Linked DNA regions of Sus scrofa: region 2 is linked to region 1. The links are chromatin contacts, called in public targeted proximity ligation maps. All regions are on one chromosome and are shown on one strand. The core of a region is the stretch at or near the end of the contact, and the rest is flanking DNA. Distances in the headings are between cores, read along the strand shown. Region 1 overlaps DCAF6 (DDB1- and CUL4-associated factor 6). Region 2 overlaps LOC110260300 (a long non-coding RNA gene).

Region 1 (3,546 bases), core at 684-3,183:
GAACTGCTCTGCAGTTTTACTACCTCAGTAGCACTCTGTGAACAAAAGATTCATTTAATTTATTCTTAGAAATTGGGTTTATATTCTGAGAGAAATGACTCTGCAGCAGTTAAGTGAGAAGGATGTAAGAACAAATGTTCTGCCCTCTTCTTCATTCCAGCAGCCACTGTCAGTCGTTCTGTGCCCTCTGTAAGAGACTCCAGGCCCTCACCTGACTCCTTATCGCTTGCTTTTATACTCCTGAGAATTCTAATTCTCCCTGATTTGAAAGCCGTGACATTTTTTAACCCTCCACTTCCCCAGCTTCGTTCATAGTGCGACAACCAAAAAGAACTCGGGGAACCTTGCACATTTCAAGAAAGGCTGGTACTGCTTCCTCATGCTCCACTAATATGACAGAATAGGTGTGTTAAATATCATCATTTGTATCCTACCCATGATACTCTAGTTAAGCAGAATAGCATCGTCATGTTTTGTTCTCTTATAGAAGTGTATCACACAATAAAAACAGTATAATCTCTTTTCTACTAACATCCTTAAATAGCCCTTTATTGATCAGAAAGTCTTCCACTGTGTCGAGATTCCATAGATCTGTGAAGGTCTGTTATAATCTTTTGTGTTCATTTGTCTTACAAATATGTATTGAATACTTTTTATATAATAACAGTTAAAATTTGAAGTTACCTTGTGGCACATCAGGTTAAGGATCTGGCATTGTCACTGCAGCAGCTCAGGTCGCTGCTGTGGCACAGGTTCGGTTCCTGGCCTGGGAATTTCCACATGCTGCAGGTGAGACCCAAAATAATAACTACAATTTATGTAATTCAGGTTACAGGTCATACGCACATACATAGCTCATTAGTTTGACATCAAAATGGAATCAGCATAGCGAGGATTTATCTGTTAATTCACATGGATAATTAAACATCCAGTCCATTCTGTACAAAGGTGTCACTGACCTAGAATCAGTGCAAGTGTTTAAGCTTCTGTAGATAATAAATAAAATCTCAGGATTCAGTCTTCTCTTGGTATTGATAGTGGGATTGAACATCCCCTAGGTCTAATCTTTTTTCCCCCAGGTTACCTTGGAGGAATGTTTCTGTAGCAGAAAGGTTTCCATCTTAGTGGTGGTAGAGATTTGATACTGTTGCCTTTTTTACATAAGCTAATGTAATGTATATTTTCTTAGTAAAACTTATATTCATTTATCTGGTAACTGTTTGCTTATTTATTTTGCTTTTGAGTGTAGTACCCACGGCACACGGAAGTTCCCAGGGGAATCAAAGCTATAGCTGCTGGCCTATACCACAGCTTACAGCAACGCCAGATCCCCAACCCACTGAGTGAGATCAGGGATCTAACCTACATCTTCATGGGCACTAGTCAGATTTATTTCCGCTGAGCCGCAACAGCAACTCCCTATTGGTAAACTTTCACTGACCATCTTGTAATAGGTTCTGAGGCAATAAAGATAAAAAGAGATAACTCCTAGGCGTTCCCACTGTGGTGCAATGGGTCAAAAGATCTGGTGTTGCTGTAGCTGTGGTTGGGATTCAGTTCCTGGCCTGGGAATTTACATTGCTGTGGGTGCAACCATAAAAGAAGAAAAAAAAAACCCAAAAAAACTCCTCTCCCAAGAGCTCAGACTAGGCTGCAAGAAGATTTGCAGTCTAACCATTATAGCAATTAGAATCATCTTTGTACAGGTAAAATATTCTGGAATGTGAATGAAGGAGTTAGTTTATAATTCTGCCAGTTGGGTGCTGTAAAAATTCTAGGAAGAGTTTCACAGAGGGGGATAACGGTTGTATGGCGATGAGTAAGCAGAACCTTTATAGCCGAAGAACTGGGTGAAAGTGTCCCAAGCAGAGGAACAGCAAGTGTAAATCAGGAAACTCGAGAGGACATGCTGTGCCCGCCTGCCAGGTTGTAATTATACGCGCACTTGAGTGTTCAGTCTAGATAAGCTCCTTGAGGTCAGAGACTGTGACTATTTTGGTCACCATTGTCTCCTGGAACACAGCAGATGTTTAAGAAATATTTTTATAAACAGAAATACACAGACCCTCATGAATGGTCCCCAGGTTCTCTCACACAGCTTCCCTCAAACTCCCCTTGGTGACAACTGATACACCTCCTTGGGCTCCTAGGTGCCAAGGAACAGTGTGAAAACCACTGCTGTAGATCTTTAGGGTTTGGCTTTTTTTTTTAAATAATTTTCATATCTTTTAAGTTATGAATACTCAAAGTTAATAATGCTGTGTTTCCTTTAGTCTTTTGTCTCTAGAGGCCAAAAAAAAAAAAATAACTTACCTACACACAGCTGTGAATTGACTTTTACATGATGCTGTGTGGAATTACATAAATTCTAGTTAATTTTAAGTAAAAGGCACTGAAAATTATTTAATTGTAATATTAAAGGTGTTTCTTTCTGTCTCATATCTGTGTTTTCCAGACCGACTGGAGGGTGACAGATCGGAAGGCTCTGGTCAGGAGAATGAAAATGAGGATGAGGAATAATCAACTCTTATTGGCAAGCACTTAGATGTTCTGAAATTTGTATAAGACATTTATTATATTTTTTCCTTTACAGAGCTTTAGTGCAATTTTAAAGGTTATGGGTTTTTTTGGAGTTTTTCCCTTTTGGGGGGATAACCTAACATTGATTTGAAATGATTGTGTGCATGAATTTGGGAGCGTGTGTAATACAAAACTAGCAAAATGTTTTAAAAACTTTTTGCCGTGTATGAGGAGTGCTAGAAAATGCAAAGTGCAATATTTTCCCTAACCTTCAGATGTGGGAGCTTGGATCAATGTTGAAGAGTAATTTTCATTATAGTGAAAATGTTGGTTCAAATAAATTTCTACACTTGCCATTTGCATGTTTGTTGCTTTCTAATTAAAGAATTTGGTTGTTTTAAGATATCCTGAATTTGTCTTTTTGTTTAAATGCTTTGCTACCTTGAACCACATTTTCTAAATCTTTCCTTGTAAAAAGATTGTCTTTCTCTATTCTTTTCTAGATTTAATAACCTTTTCTGTTTTGACTTCTGTGTGACCGAATCACATAGAGGAGCTTTGTTTTCATTTCTCCTTCTAAAGCACTTTACCTCCACCTCTGGTCATCGTCTCTCATGATTAGTGGTCCCTCATTCCCCATGTATAGGAGTTAGACTTCGAGCAATCCCACAGCATCATGGACATTCACATACCACATTAGCACAAGCTAGTTCCGAGACCTCTGGCTTCTGGCCTTCCCAACTCCAATGTCTAGATTTCATCTAAAAGCTATTGACCGTTCAGTCTTCTAGTTCCTGGTCTTCCTCACCTCTGGTGTCCCTCTTCACTCGACTTAGGCCATCTACACCCAGGTCTGTATCTTATGGGTTATGACCTGACGCTGCCCCTGCAGACTTAACCCTTCAGTCATTCTCCCTCCTGTCTCCTAAACTGCCATGCTGCTCTCTCTGGCTGGGCCCCGAACAGACTCAGAGCTGTGGCCAGGCAAAGCATCTCCCCTATGGAGACCAGGGATGCTCCTCCCAA
Region 2 (3,546 bases), core at 506-3,005, 520 kb before region 1:
AGCAATATCAAGGGTTTCAGAGCCTACAAGCTGGCCCTCTGGCTACAGGGCTGCTGGTTGGAACCTCCTTGATATCAGAAGTACCAAATCGAAACACCAGCTTTGGGAGTTCCCTGGTGGTACAACGGGTTAAGGATCCAGAGTTGTCACTGCAGCGGCTCAGGTTGAAGCTGTGGTGCAGGCTCCATCCCTGACCCGGAAACTTTTGCATGCCATATGGACATGGCCAAAACAAACAAATAAACTAAACTAAACAAAAACCACACACCAGCTTTGGAGTCTGACCTAGAATCAAAGATACGAACTGGAGCAAGTTACCTAAACTCTTCTTAGTCTAAAAATGAAAGCAGGAGTTCCCGTCGTGGCGCAGTGGTTAACGAATCCGACTAGGAACCATGAGGTTGCGGGTTCGGTCCCTGCCCTTGCTCAGTGGGTTAACAATCCGGCGTTGCCGTGAGCTGTGGTGTAGGTTGCAGATGCGGCTCGGATCCCGCGTTGCTGTGGCTCTGGCGTAGGCCGGTGGCTACAGCTCCGATTCAACCCCTAGCCTGGAAACCTCCATATGCCGTGGGAGCGGCCCAAGAAATAGCAACAACAACAACAAAAGACAAAAAAAATTTTAAAAAAAATTTAAAAAAAATTAAAAAATAAAAATGAAAGCATTATCTCATAGAGCTGTAAGAGGATTAAATGGAATGATCAGTCTAAAGCATCTAACAGTGTGTAGCACATAGCAGAGACTTAGGCAGAAGTTATTGCTATTTGTTACTTAATCACAGCTGACATAAAATGTGCTTAATACATGTTTAAGTGAATGAATGAGTGAATGAAATGTGTAGAATCACAGAGATTTTATTGCACTAAGGAAAATGAATACTTTCAAGCTATTTATTTATTTATTTTAGGGCCACACCCTCAGCATATGAAAGTTCCCAGGCTAGGGGTGTACCTACACCATAGCTCACAGCAACACCAGATCTCCAACCCACTGAGCAACACCAGGGATCGAACCTGTATCCTCATGGATACTGGCCAGATTTTCTTCCACTGTGTCACAACAGAACTCCTCAAGCTTTTTAAATGTGGAGTCAGCTAGTTGAGTCACCTCAAGGCAAAGTAACCAAACTGTCTCTAGTAAGCATTAGAGACAGTTCTGTCAGTCTTCTCTACTCCTCTTTGGAAAAAAACAGAGGCCAGAGGGGGCGAATGATGTGCCCCAGGCTTTGAGGCTGATTAGAAAAGCAGGATGAGACTTAAGTCCTAGCTCAAGGCTTAAGTCATAGGGACCTGCCTGACTGGGTGGGAGGACAGGGGAATGAGGAGGTGGCCCTTAATGGACTGATCCCAGAAAATAAATAGGCTTTGAGCTTGTTTTTTGTTTGTTGTTTGTTTGTTTTTCTTTTCTTGCAGCAAATAGATGTTCCCAGGCTAGGGGTCAAATCGAAACTGTAGCCACTGGCCTACACCACAGCCACAGCAATGCCAGATCCAAAGCCACATCTGTGACCTACACCACGGCAATGCTGGATCCTTAACCCAGGATTCAAACCTGCATCCTCATGGATGCTAGTCAGATTCATTTCTGCTGAGCCACAATAGGAACTCCTGAGCTTGGTTTTAACATGCTGCTGAGAGGCACCTTTACCAACAAGTGATCCCACCCACCTGGGGTATAGAAAGAGCCAGAACCACAAGAGCCTCTTGCTTGCCCTAAGGCCACCCATAATTCGCCTCTAATCTGAAGGGATGTGTGGGGAGAGGCTCTCACTTCCCCAAATATGTTTCTTCCTGTGTCACAAGGAGCCTTGGGTCACCTCCTTCCTTTGTGCAACAAAAAAGCAATTTCTGCCTCTGCTTCTTTTGTTTCCTGCCACCACTGTCTTTGCCTTTTCTAGGACCCAGTTCTCAAGACACAGCCCTGCTCAGCCCTGGCTGGCTTTCCCTATCAGTAGCCTCCCCCTGGCTTCCTGACCTGCACAGAAGAACAAAACACTCATGAACCCCTGGGTCTCTCCCTTTGCCTGGGTAAAACAGGCTGTCTTGGTGTGGTCCAACCCCTCTGCTTTTGATCTGCCAGCAGGAAGCAATAAAAGGCACTTTCCACGTGCCTGCTGTAACCATATTTTCCATATTCAAAAGTAGAATTCATTACCCAAGCGGGACACGTGCCATTCTAAGGACTTTCAGACAAAAGACCTGAAATTGGACCATGCCAGGAAACCCAGGATGGATGGTTGCCATGGACATACATCCTGAGAAGTTCTCTCCTCTGGGTGATGCCTGCTAGAAGTGCCATCTGCTTTTGCCACAGATTCATGCCTGTGAGTGTGACTCAGATAACAGCCACAGTAGTCCCTTGAGTAACTCCTACTCAGATTCTGCCAAGAAGCCAGAGAACAGGTGTGTCCAGGACAACTTTTTCCTTGACTTCATTTACTTGTTTTACCTGCATAAAAACCCTAGTCCCATGGGGGCTTTACAATGTATTTTTACCTTCAACTCAGCTACGATTTGCAGGGTGTTTTTACCTTCAACTCAACTATGATTCTTTTAAATATATCAATCCTTGGAGTTCCCCTCATGGCTCAGTGGTTAACAAATTGAACTAGGAACCATGAGGTTGCAGGTTCGATCCCTGGCCTCACTCAGTGGGTTAAGGATCTGGTGTTGCTGTGAGCTGTGATGTAGGTCACAGACACGGCTCAGACCTGTGTTGCTGTGGCCCTGGCGTAGGCCAGTGGCTACAGCTCTGATTCGACCCCTAGCCTGGGAACCTCCATATGCCACAGGTACGGCCCTAGAAAAGACAAAAAGACAAAAATAAATAATAAATAAAAATATCAATCCAAAAAAAAGTATCACTCCAACAACTTAAATATATCCAATAAGTACTATAATGACCTGTTTCACCCGTCAGGAACTGGGTTGTGTAATGCCAGAGGTAAAATGGTGAAAATGCCATTCATTCCAACTCTTTTGAGTCCTTACTATGTACAGAAAATCATGCTTATACTGAGTGGAGGATCCAATGACTGACCGTGTGGTTTGTACCCTTTCACACTCAACTGTAATAAAATTAATCATGCTACAGTAGAATGAGAGCCAGACTTAGTGTCAGAGGTCTTGGGTTCAAATCTTGCCTCTTCCCCTTGATGACTGTGTAGTACTGAGCAAGGCAGATTTCAACCTCCCACTCCTCATCTATCAATAAGGAAGGCATAATATCTGTTGGCAGTGAGAAATAAATGTGGACAAGTTGTCTTTGTGCCTGCAACATAATAGATGCTGAGAAAAGATTTCCTTCCTTCCTTCCTTGAGAGGCTTAGAGGCTGATAGATAAGAACAGGTTCGCTATAACTGACACACACTGTAGACTGTCATACAAGCTCAACTAGGGATGCAAAGGATGCCAAGCCTGCCTTTTGTGGTTTGTTGCAGGCAGGGTGGGGAGAAACTGCTCAGATTGGCATCACTGGGGGCTGTTGGCTGGTTTCCTGCCAGTTCTGTTCCAGGTCTCCACCCAAATCCACTTTGTGAGGAATAAGT

What was found.
Region 2: a targeted proximity ligation map of alveolar macrophages shows a contact between it and region 1. A contact is called at or near these places in 6 of 47 Hi-C or Micro-C datasets (embryonic fibroblasts, epiblast stem cells, omental adipose tissue and 2 more) and 2 of 2 datasets of targeted methods (alveolar macrophages and skeletal muscle).

The regions. Positions count from the first base shown.
Region 1 is chr4:82,910,953-82,914,498 of Sscrofa11.1, reverse strand. It overlaps DCAF6 (DDB1- and CUL4-associated factor 6), which reads left to right. Exons shown (of 19, transcript XM_021089469.1): 19 at 2,456-2,923. The coding sequence ends at 2,520. Among named protein-coding and RNA genes, the nearest start is that of GPR161, 68 kb to the right of the region's middle.
Region 2 is chr4:83,428,385-83,431,930 of Sscrofa11.1, reverse strand. All of the region lies in intron 2 of LOC110260300 (a long non-coding RNA gene), which reads left to right. Among named protein-coding and RNA genes, the nearest start is that of RCSD1, 26 kb to the right of the region's middle.